Regions from separate parts of the Mus musculus genome. Here regions 1 and 3 are each linked to region 2. The links are chromatin contacts, called in public Hi-C and promoter capture Hi-C maps. All regions are on one chromosome and are shown on one strand. Each heading gives the region's core, a stretch centred on a gene start, on an enhancer-like site or on the middle of the called end of the contact. The rest is flanking DNA. Distances are from core to core; before and after follow the strand shown. Region 1 holds the start of Dad1 (defender against cell death 1). Region 2 holds the start of Tep1 (telomerase associated protein 1). Region 3 holds the start of Gmfb (glia maturation factor, beta).

Evidence for each region. Promoter capture Hi-C pulls out the DNA fragments that hold promoters and counts their contacts. Hi-C and Micro-C count contacts between places; a contact is called where the count stands out from the background.
Region 1: a promoter capture Hi-C map of pre-B cells shows a contact between it and region 2, with 4 times the contacts expected there. The contact joins the promoter of Dad1 here to the promoter of Tep1 in region 2. A contact is called at or near these places in 3 of 39 promoter capture datasets (cranial neural crest, liver and pre-B cells).
Region 3: a contact with region 2 is called in a Hi-C map of B cells, with 5 read pairs. The contact joins the promoter of Gmfb here to the promoter of Tep1 in region 2. A contact is called at or near these places in 1 of 39 promoter capture datasets (pre-B cells) and 1 of 484 Hi-C or Micro-C datasets (B cells).

The regions. Positions count from the first base shown.
Region 1 is chr14:54,251,487-54,255,255 of GRCm38.p6, reverse strand. It overlaps Dad1 (defender against cell death 1), which reads left to right and starts at 1,327. Exons shown (of 3, transcript NM_001113358.1): 1 at 1,327-1,624. The coding sequence starts at 1,414. It also overlaps a transcript of Abhd4 not described here.
Region 2 is chr14:50,868,498-50,872,535 of GRCm38.p6, reverse strand. It overlaps Tep1 (telomerase associated protein 1), which reads left to right and starts at 1,982. Exons shown (of 55, transcript NM_009351.2): 1 at 1,982-2,123; 2 at 3,951-4,038. The coding sequence starts at 3,975. Gm26782 (a long non-coding RNA gene) reads right to left here and starts at 2,240. Exons shown (of 3, transcript XR_874615.2): 1 at 1,980-2,240.
Region 3 is chr14:46,819,532-46,823,650 of GRCm38.p6, reverse strand. It overlaps Gmfb (glia maturation factor, beta), which reads left to right and starts at 1,409. Exons shown (of 7, transcript NM_022023.2): 1 at 1,409-1,550. The coding sequence starts at 1,548.

The DNA of each region.
Region 1 (3,769 bases), core at 78-2,577, 3.4 Mb before region 2:
CAGGGAGAAGGGTTCAATTGCAGATGCATTTCATATTATGTGGAGTAGGAACCCGTCTGGTTATCCTTCCACATCCCACCCACTCTACAGTAACACAAGAGCACAGAGGCTACATTTCTAGGAGTGCAAACTTCTCTCTTGTGAATATGGATTTACCTCTTTTAACAGACTAAGGCTTTCCAAAGACACGAGTGATTCACTGGAACCTGGGCAGGGCTATTTACGTCTTATTGGATTGTGGCGCTAAGTGTTTCCGGGCTAAATACAGATAACAAGCGACAGTAGTTCAGTTGCGGGTTTAGAAATGCTGCTCAACTAGTTAGGCAGGGCAGTTGGAAGTGTCTTAAACGCTGAAATGAAGTACCGGATTCTATGCGGGTAGACTTTTTAACTGAAAGATGAGATACTAGGTTTAGAAGGTCGGGTTATTGTGAACTTGTAATGGCAGTGCAAACCAGAAGGCAGAACTTAAGTTTTCTTCAGCTAAAACGCTAAAAAGCAGTTAATTGTACTTGTTAAAACCTCAAACTTTCAATTCTTTTTCTATAAAATGATTCAGAGGATCAGGTTGAAACAAATATGCTCTTTGGAGCCATTCAAGGAATATTATAACAATACCTGTTGTACAATGTCAGTTTGCTGCTGATCCTGACCCTTCACTCTACGCACAAGTGACTATCTCTCTTTTTAGACAGTGACTGATTAACCTAAAAATTCCTACAATATAACTACAGCTATTGGACCTCCTTGGTACTCAACGAGCGTTTGTTGAATGAATGAATACCTGCTGGCTTAGGTTCTTCGTGGGGCCCAGATTCAGCCTTCCAGTTCAGGATCCTGTAGAGGTCAACCCTCTCCCGCCAGTGTAAACCGGCGCTTGGCCCGTATAAGCATAGTTCTCACTGCGGAGGAACTTGACCTGCTCTAATGATCGGTCATAGGCATCTGAAGATAGAGCTTTTAAGAGAATTAGGGCCAGGCAGGTTAAGTCCCTGGACCGCCAGCTTGGTCTCTAAGCAGATTCCCAAGCTAGACCACTGAGGGGGATCAAAGAGAGCCGGAACTCTCTGGGAAGCGTCTCTGTCCGCTGTTAAACCTCTCCCCTTGTTCCGGTCACAAATCTCGTCGCCAGAGCAACAGAGGGCGTCAACAAACGCAGGGCGGAAATAAGGCTATAGTACACGTCTCCAGAGGGGGAGATAGGCCCTGCGCAGGAGCATTAATTTATTTCCGTTTGTAGTTCTCAGTCTGGGTATGCAGCCTGTGTCTGCGCATTAATTGTGACGCACCAAGGCTGGCCTTTACGCCGGAGCCAATTGGCCCGCCGGTGTGGGCGTGGCTAGGGCCCGCTAACGCGCACGCGCGAGCCACATCGTCTGTGGTCGTCCGGTATCCGAAGTCCCCGTGTTCGTCATGTCGGCGTCTGTGGTGTCCGTCATCTCCCGGTTCCTGGAGGAGTACTTGAGCTCCACTCCGCAGCGGCTGAAGTTGCTGGACGCCTATCTCCTTTATATACTGCTGACCGGGGCGCTGCAGTTCGGCTACTGTCTCCTCGTGGGCACCTTCCCCTTCAACTCTTTCCTCTCTGGCTTCATCTCTTGTGTGGGCAGCTTCATCCTAGCGGGTAATGATTCTGTATCCTGGTCATAATGTCCCACTTTGGCGCGCAGCTTCGTCCTCACGGTACCCTTTGGTAGTTTGTAGAAGGCCGTCGTCTGTGAAGTCACGCTTACTTCTTGGGATCCAGGAAGCAGGCTCAGAAATGTCACGTTTCTAATGCCTAACAGGAGTTGAAACTGAATATGTAAAGAAATAGTCTTCTGGTGTTCGTCGCAATTAATACTTCTCTAAGGAAAAATATCCTACCTTGATGAAACTTTAACACAAATTTAAAGTTGGTAGAGCTTTAAATTAAAATGCCAAGCTGAGACATTTCTATCACTTTGGCCTAATCCCTACTTCATCTAGGAGAAGACTTTGGTGATAGTATAGGAATATAAATATTAGTGACTGCTTGTGAGGAGGCAACCCAATTGATGCTGGCTTTTTAGTTGCCCCTACTTATTTCTGTGCATAATTTATGTGCTTTTTCTCTTTACCCTCAACTCAATTTTTATTCACACAATTGTGTATTAGCTCTTCTTTCTTCTACACATTTAATAACCTTACAGACTTCCAGGTTTAATGAGGATTGCCGCCATGGATTTCATCTGAAGTCTGACTTTTCTTGCCCCATGGAACTGAGAGAATACTGGGAACAGGTTTGGCTTAGGAATGTTACTACCAAATGTATCATGGTCAGTCAGCAGTGTTTTGGGGGTTTATTAGCAATTGTTTTCCTCAGTGAATTACAGCTGGTTTGGGCAGAGACAAAATATAGCATTGGACTTGTCTGGAGACTTGATTTAGTGTCTTAACATAAACCTCACGTCACATGTACACATTCACATTGCTAGGTCAGGCCCACTGGGAACAATTTTACTTTTCAGAACTTAAATAGGCCCCAGCCGACTTGTGCCCCAGTCAGAGCTAGAGCTGCAAAGTCAGCTTATTCAGTGGTCATCATAGTGTCTTTGGTTTTTGGTCCAGTTTCTGGAGGCTACACCCTAACCATCAGGATATGTTAGCACCATTAGCCAGGTCTGACAAACCTCTCTACTGTGCCCAGTACTGTTCCCGACAGAGAACAGTAAGAGGCTGAGAACCTCTTACTTATTTAGCCTCTGGTTATGGAAGTGTAGGAACAGAGTGGGGCTAACAGCTGATTTAAGTAAGGTCTCTCCTGTTGAAGCCACCCATCTTCACAAGCCTCTGAGTTAAGTCCTGACTTACCAGAACTACATAGAAAAAAAGTGATTTGCTGGAAAGTTAGGTTAGTGCGCTCACACTCTCTCTTTCATCCCATCTGTCTTTCTTTTTTTTTTTTTTTTGGTAGATGACTTTTGCTTTTTTTTTTTTCTTTTAAAGATTTATTTACTTATGTGAGTACATTGTAGCTGTCTTCAGACATAGCAGAGGAGTGCAGAAGATCTTATTACAGATGGTTGTGAGCCACCATGTGGTTGCTGGGAATTGAACTCAGGACCTCTGGAAGAGCAGTCAGTGCTCTTAACCACTGAGCCATCTCTCCAGCCCCAGCCCCAGCTTTTGCTTTTTTTTTTTTTTAATGTTCTTTTAAAAGTATTTTTGTGAGCATCTTTGTGTGCATATAATGTATTGTAAAGTGTCATTATGTGTCAGTGTGCATGTGTGTGTATATGGAGGTTAAAGAGCAGAAGTATTCATTGGCTAGACTGAACTGGCTGGTGGATAGAGAACTCTGGGGAGGGAGTGTCTTCCTGTTGTATGGTGTCTTGTCTGCCTCTCTCCAACTCTCTGCAACTCCACAGTTAAAGATGTGCCAGCAAACCAGGTCCTTATGCTTTGAGGCAGGCACTTTACCAACTGAAACACCTCTCCAGCTCCTAAGTCCTGTTTTTGTGCCTGTTGAGGCTGAAATGATCAGGTTTCAGTGGGAGGTATATATATGGCTTGTTATTGACTAGACTGCTTAGCAAAGGAACACTGTTAGTAGTGAGGTCATTATTAGGAGTGAGGGCATTATTAGTGAGGACATTATTAGTGAGGACATTATTAGGACATTATTAGTACTGAAGTCATTATTAGTAGTAAGATTGGTGTTAGTAGTGATATTTACAAATCTTTTAGGTAACAGGGAATAGGGTGAGAGAAATAAAATTGGGTTTAAGGAAAAGAAAAAGTTTCTGAT
Region 2 (4,038 bases), core at 733-3,232:
TCCTCTAATGTGTCCTCTAATTTGGCTTCCCACGGTGATGGTAGACCTGTAGAAGAAATAAACCTTTTCTTCCCCAAGTTGTTTTGTCAGTTTGTTCATTTTTTTTTAAAACCACAGCAATAGAAAGCAAAAAAGAACATCTCATGCTAGCAACTTTGAATAGCCCTGGGTTTTAGATTTTCAGTCTTGTGGTAAGAATCGTAGACTCATCATCCCTTTCCCTATAGAGAGATGTCAATTAAGACTGATGGCTATTAATATGGATGGTATTGCGTTCTAGGGATGGTTTTAGAACTCTCTCTCTCTCTCCCCCCCACACACACATTTATTTCTCACAATTAGGATAATTTTTAGCATTTAATATTTAGTAGGTGGGACTTAAGAGTGCTAGACCCTTAGTAACTGTGCAGAGCACTTCTACAGTGAGGGGCATTCTTGTGCTTACAACTTTGAATGATTCTGCCAGTCATTCATGCACATTAAAAATCCATGGGGCTATGAGATGGTGGCATGCATTTTAATCCTAGCACCCAGGAAGCAGAGGCAGGCAGATCTCTGAGTTAAAGGCCAGCCTCGTCTACAGACTGAGTTCCAGGATAGCCAGGGCTACACAGAGAAATCCTGTCTCGGAACTACAACAAAATCTATTAAAATTACTATTTATCTTTAGGGGTTTTTCATTTTTATATTTATTTATTTACTCACTTACTTATTTTATGGAGGCAAATGCTCCCTAAGGAATCTGGCTTGAACTTGAGATCCTTCTGCTTCAGCCTTTAAAATCTCTGGAATTATAAGGGTATATTACCTGGCTAGTAGTAATTTACATACAAAACAGACCTCCACCCACACACTCCACTTTGTATTTATGAGTTTTGCCTCTATGTATGTCTGTGCACCACCTTCATGCCAAGTGCTCTTGGAGTTTAGAAGAGGTCACCATGGGTAATTAGAGTTACCAATGGTTGTGAGGCATGATGTGGGTGCTGGGTACTGAACCTAGGCCTTCTGCAAAAACAGATTCTCTTCATTTCTGAGCCATTAGAGGGCAGCCTGGTCTACATAGTGAGCTGCAGGCCAGCTGGGGTTATATAGATAGACCTTGTCTAAAAATAAAAGCCCAAATCCCCAAAATCAAAATTTAAAAAAATTTGTTGCTGGGCGTGGTGGTTGGTGGTGGGGTATGCCTTTAAATCCCAGGAGATGGGAGGCAGGGGCAGGCGGATCTCTGTGAGTCAGAAGCCAGCCTGGTCTAAACAGTGAGTTCCAGGACATCCAGGGTTACATAGAGAGACCCTGTCTGAAAAAGAAAGAAACAATCAAAAGGGTTTGGTTTATTATCTCAGGTAGTTTGTCGCAGTAACAAAAAGATAACATAATGAACTCAAATAGCATGAGTAGAGTTAACTCTTTGATCTTCCTGCCAGAGCCTTCTAAGTACTAGGATTACATGTGTGTGCCACCATTCTGAATCATATTTTCAGAGGTTTTCAGTCAAGGATCTCTTGACCCTCTTGCTTTGGCCTGTGGCAAAGCAGTTCACGGATGGGGTGGAGTGGGATTGAGTGGGGTGGCGACAGACGAAACTGTTTACTTTCATGGTGGATGAAAGGAAGCAAAAGGGAGAGAAGGGGCCTGACTTTCAAAGGTCAGCCAAGGGCACACTCTCAGCGATCTTTCTTTCTAAACGTTTCACCACCTCCCAACAGCTGCCCAAGGCTGGCATGATTTTAGCACATAAGCCTCTGGGGTATTTTCAGGATACATAATAGCATCAGAGCATGATTGTATTGGGTGGAAATACAACTCGGTTGGTAAAGTTGGCCTAGCCGGAAGTATAAATCCCTAAACTGTGCAAATCAAACCGGGTGTGGTTAGCACAACCCTATAATCCCGGCATTTGCGATATCCTACACGCGGCAGCCCCGCCCTCAGCCCCGCCCTGCCCCCAGCCCCGCCCCTCCCTCGCCCAGCCTCACCCCTTGGCCTCACTAGGGTGTTGGTTTTCTTTCAGTTCTCTGCTTCCAACCAGTCCACTGGCTGACCCAGGCCGGTTTCTGCTCCCCGTTGCGGAGAACCAACGCGCCTCTCATTGCGCACAGCTTTTCCAATCCTGAGCGCAGGTAGAGCCCTGGCCGAGACCTGTGTCAGCTGGACTCCCGGAAGGACCTCTGGGCGAGCGTGGTGCAGCCGCTTAGTCCTTCCGGGCGGCTGGCAGGGAGGTGGGGTGGCCTTAGTGGGGCGGAGGGATAGATGCTCAGAGAGAATGGGTTCCTTTTGCCTTAAAGAATCCTAGGAGGGAGTGACTGTAACAAATGAAGAGTGTTGTGATCACTTTTGGCAACAGAAACTCACTAGACTGACACGTTTAACAGTAATGGACACTAAGGTGCCAACGCGGTAGGCCTCCACGACTTCCTAAGAAAAGAATAGCGTCTGAAGTATGGCTTCAGGTGCAAGGCCAAAGAAAAGGGACCGGGGTAGGAGTGGAGGCAGGTATACATACAAACTAGTGTATACACAGAATGTCAGTATAAAACTATCAATACCAGTTATCTCTGGAACTTGGGGAAGAACTTTTAAGCTTTCAGAAGTTAATCAGAATCTCTATAAACTCCAGAGAGGAAAAAAATTACATGTCTTTATTTCTCTGTTAACTTAAAATTTTAATTGAGAACTTGTTTTTCACTCTTGGATTATGCCAGATGTGGCTGTGTATGTCTTAATCCTAGCACTGGGGAGGCAGAGGCAGGTGGCTCTCTGTGAGTTGGAATCTGTATAGTAGTTCCAGGTCAGTCAGACCTTTTTAGTGAGACCTTGTTTCAATACATACATACATACATACATACATACATACATACATACATATTGGATTAATTCTGAAATTCCTTATTACTCGTTGGGTGTGTATATGTGTGTATGTGTTTGTTTGTGTGTGCAAGAGTATGTGCATATGCGGATATATATACGGGTATGTGGAGACTAGAACTCCACACCAGGTGTCTTATTCTATTGCTTCTCGAGTTACTTTTGGTAGGCTGGCTGGCCAGCTTGATGTAAGAATCTGCCTGCCTTTCAGTGTTGGGATTACAGTCATAGACTACTGAGCCTTACTGTCATCTAGATGTTTTATCAACTGACCTATCTTTCTAGCTTCCCACCTTTTTTTTTTTTTTTTTTTTGGACAAAGTCTCCTATATTCCAGGGTGATTTTGATCTTTTAACTTGCTATGTAGCCAAGGATGACCTTTGAACTCCTAACCCTTCTGCCTCGGCCTCAAGTGCTGGGAGTGCAGGTGTATGCCAGCCCAGCCCTCACTACTTTTTTTTTTTCCTTGTAGTACAGGGACATGAGAGGAATAGCAAGACACATTTTCTTTTGAGAAAGAGAGTGTCAGTGCTCACGTGGACCTGGAATTTGCTATGTAGCCCAGGCTGGCCTCCATGTTCTTATGGTCTCCTTTTCAGCTGTGATTCTAGACAGGTCACCGCTATGCCATGCCAGGCTTCTCTCTAAGCTTTTGCTTTCCCTTTTCCCCCCTGTCCCCTTAGAATTACGCCTGGATAAATCTAAAAGGGGGGGGGGCAGCAAGATGGTTAAAAGTGATGGCTGTACAACACTGCAATACCGACCACTGGAGTTCAATCCCCACATCCCACTGTAGGGGGAGAGAACCAACTCCCAAGGATTGTCCTCCAGCCTCACACATGCTGTGACACGCATGGCCAAACTTATAGACACACCTGTCTTCCCCTCTCCCTCTCTCAATACACACACACACACACACACACACACACACACACACACACACACACACGATAATAATAATAACAATAACATAATTTTAAGAAGTAGAAATATTTGTTTGTTGCCTATCACTGGCACAAACAGATGAGTATGGAGTTGATATGTTTCTAGTGCATCTCATTACCTGTTTTTTTTCTTCTAGGCATATGTTGATTGTTCTTCAGCTATGGAGAAGCTCTGTGGGCATGTGCCTGGCCATTCAGACATCCTCTCCTTGAAGAACCGGTGCC
Region 3 (4,119 bases), core at 160-2,659, 4.0 Mb after region 2:
GCCACTTCTGCCACTGAAGAGATCTCTATTGTGTTAAAGATGGAATAGAGTCAAGTTCCAGGCTTCTCCCCAGAGAAGAGGATTTTCTCTGACACCTTGCCTATTTTGATGCTCCAGTGACTACATCCTTCCCTCTGCCATTTCAAGCTAGAGGAGAAGGCCAGAGTGGGAAAGGAAGGCTCTGCAGGTGCTCCAGCCTTCCTCCCCAGCTTCTACAGATCCACAGCAGAAGGTTTTCCCTTCCTACTGTTCACTTTGTCCCACCTTCCTTAAGGAGTGGTGTACAGGAAATCCATTTACCATTACCAATATCTGGATTTAAAACAAATGCTTATAGAGATTCAAAACTGCATAAGGTGCCTCTCACTGAAAACCTCTGGGTTTAATATGGAGATCCAAAACTCTATTTTTAGAAATCAAAGTTGCTCTTGGCATTTCTCTCTTCTTTCCTCCCTTCCAATTTCTTTCTTATTCTTAAAAACTATATTATTAGTTTGTGTGTATGGGTGTTTTGCCTGCTTGCACCACAAGCCTGCAGTGGCCCTGGAGGCCAGAGAGTGTTTTGGATTTCCTGGGGCTGGAGTTACACTGTCAACTACCATATTGGTGGGTTCTGGAGATCCGGCCAGGGTGGAGAGAACAACCTGTACTCGCAACCCCTGAGCCATCTCTCCAACTCCCATCCTTTCTTATTTTTGAAAGAGAATTCTACTAATCGTTTGAGGATAATAGTTATGGATGACAAAGGAGGAAGTACCAAAAGAGTATACAAATATTAGAATGTTTTAAAAATCTCTTATATTTATTTTTCGTAAAGTTGCCAATCCTTTCATCCACATAGTCTTTTTTGTACCTCATACTGTTTCTTAGAAAGGCAAGTTTATCTCCGTTATGGAATACCAGTAGTAATACATTTAAAAGGTCGTAACTTTTTGAGTGTCACACTTTGAAACAATAAGAGCACCTGGGTTTCAGAGTTCAATTCGCTGTAACTTGAGAGTAAAAGCCAACATGATCAACATTGGTAACCATTTACTGGTGAGTATGAATAGATTTTGGAAAATAAATTTATTCAGTAAGTTCTGGAAAGCAGGCAGGGTCAGGGATGGCGCCCTGGGACAGGTGCAAGGATGAAAGCCGCGTCTACCTTTGAAAAGCATTAAATCTGCAAGTAAACTGTAATCGACACGCACATTTACCACTCAAGTCATTAGCTCAGGTTTGGCACCACGAAATACCTGCCGTTAAGGCTTGTAGAATATTTAAAGACACCAAGAATCTGCGCACCGCTTGGCTGGCTCATTCCTTGGTAACGGCGCAGCATCCTTACTTAACAGGCACCAGAGGCGCCCGCGTCCGCATTTCGCCAAATTTTGGGCCTCGCCTCCCGCCGTCCGCTGTCACGTGCGGGCCACGGCGGCCGCGTCCTTAGGTGGGGGAGGCTGAGCGGTGCGCCAGCCGAAACAGGAAGGGAGTTGGCTGCCGAGCCATTCTTAAAGGGGCCCAAGAGATCGCACGGCAACGGGCCGCTGACGACCGGAAGGAAAATGGTAAGTGGCGGCGAAGGGAGGCACCGCGGGGTTGGACGGACTCGCAGTCCGTTCCCGACTTCCAGCGGCAGCGCGGAAGACCCCCGCGCTGCGGGCGGACGGTTGGAACGTGGCCTCCGCGTGGACCCTTGTGGTCCCCGCGGCGGAAACGGGCTGGGCCTGAGGGCCGGCGTTGTAGGCGAGTGTCAGGGTTCTGGTTGCATTCCGGCTTCGCCCAGGCTTCTTTCTACCTGCACCCCCTTGTTTCTGGCTGAATAGCTCCCGATACCCACATTCTTCCAGTCCAGGCCGTTGGAACCCATGTGACCCAGGGCTCTGATTTTGCCTTTAAGCAACTGTCAGAGGTTTAGTTTTGCTGCGTCTGGGGCAGTGGTTTCTGATCTCCTTGACGATGGACCCCAAGCATAAAGACAAAGTGGAGAATTAAGTCAGGTGCTCTCAAGGACCTTCTGGAGCCTTCCCAAAGTGTTTTTTAAGTACGACCAAGTATCATGGAAACAACAACAGGAAGACACTTATCTATAAATCCTCTCTTGGGGACCACTTCCGTCTAGCAGATCTTACCGCGGTCATTGAACCCAGTGAACTCGTGGCTTTTCATCGTTTTGACCTTTCAGCTACATTCCAGGGTGTTGACACTGGTGTTTGAGGCATCTCTTTAATTTTGCCTACCCCAACCCCCTTGGCTTTTGGGATTCAGAACTGGCTTTCCTCCTATTTCTGCTGATGCATCTGTTCCCCTTGGATTCCTTTCTCCATTCCTTGGACTATGCCCGTGAGTGCCCTAGGCTCCATTCCAAGGCTTCATTTTCTATTGTTTTTCTCTTTGCTGAACTTCTGGCTTCAGTAACCACCTACGTTGAGTTGACCTGTGAGTTCCTATCTCTGACCTTAGCTGAGATCCAACCAGCAGTTACATTCCACTTTTTGGTTAATTTCATCACACAGAAGCCACAGAGGCTCCTCAGTTTGTCCAAAAAGAACTCATAGCTTCCTCCACACATCTGGTCTTCATTCAGCCGGAATTCTGCAACTTGGCTAAAGGTGTGTTTGTGTTCCTTACACAAAGCCAGAAGTCTAGAAGTTATCTTTGTAAGTCTTTATTTCCTTCATATTGAATCTAACCCAGTTCTTATGTAGTGGAGAGAGAGAGAGAGAGAGAGAGAGAGAGAGAGAGAGAGAGAGAGAGAGAGAGAGAGAGAGAGAGAGAGAGAGAGAGAGAGAAAGAGCGAGCGCGCGAGCAAGCGCTGGAGTTCAGCATATCTGGGTTGCTTCCTGGGTCCACTACCTGTATGACTTAAGACTTTGGAGAAGATGCTTCTAGCCTGTCTAAATCTTAAATTTCCTGCCATATGTGGATGGCACTGGTGTGGGTGCGATAGTTTGGAGCATAAAGTGGGAGTCAGCTTTGTGCTGTATACGTGGTAGCTCACTGATGTTATTCACGTCTTTTATGCTGATCTTTAATTCCTCGGCTACTTGTCATCTCTGAAATAGTCTTGCTGGTAACTAGGGCTGTTGTGCTCTTCCTGGCTCTCTGCCTGCTTACTGCATATCACAACAAATATGATCTTATCAAAATTCAAATATGGCCATGTTTGCCTTCCCTACAATACTTAAAGCGTGTTGATAGCTTATATTTGCTCATGGGACAGAAATCTGAGTACCTACAATGCCCTTCCCTACTCTTTTTTTTTTTTTTTTTAAAGATTTATTTATTTATTATATGTAAGTACACTGTAGCTGTCTTCAGACACTCCAGAAGAGGGAGTCAGATCTTGTTACGGATGGTTGTGAGCCACCATGTGGTTGCTGGGATTTGAACTCTGGACCTTCGGAAGAGCAGTCGGGTGCTCTAACCCACTGAGCCATCTCACCAGCCCCCTTCCCTACTCTTGGTCCTTGCTCCTGTTGTGGGCATCTGAGTCGCACCGTGGTTTCATGACTTTGACTGCCTTGTTCACTCTAATCACTTTAGATAGCTTTTGCTGTCACCGTGTTTTTCACTTTTAAGTCTTCAAAGCATCTTGGCTCTCCTGTTTAGCCTTTTTCACAGGTATCAACTAAGAGGTTTTTTTGGTCTGGTCTTTTATGTAGGTCCCTTCTGTATTAGATTATAGTGTAAGCTAGCACTTAGCATAGTGGTGGTGCTCATAAACTGTTCATCTATTGACTACACCAATAAATGAAGGTTTAAACTCAACTATCTTTAACATTTGCCACCTAGAATTGTTTTTATAGCTTTGTACTCATTCCTATATGCTTTCAAATGTAAATGAATGTGAATTGTCCAAGCCTGAGTCCATTTCCTTCTCCCCCCACCCTCTGGTCCTGCATTTTTAGAAGAGACAATTGATCCTTCTGCCTCAGCGTCTAAATGCTGGAATTACAGACGTGCCACCACTCCTGGTTTCTGAGTCCTTGTAGGAAGGTGTTTTTGCCCATGTTGTAGCATTGGGAAGGAAGAAGACACAAACTGAATTACACAAGTGAATCAGAGCATGTTTTCATCTTTTCCACCATGCTAGGGGTCACTTGAGTGCCGTCCAAACAGAGCACCACACTGAGC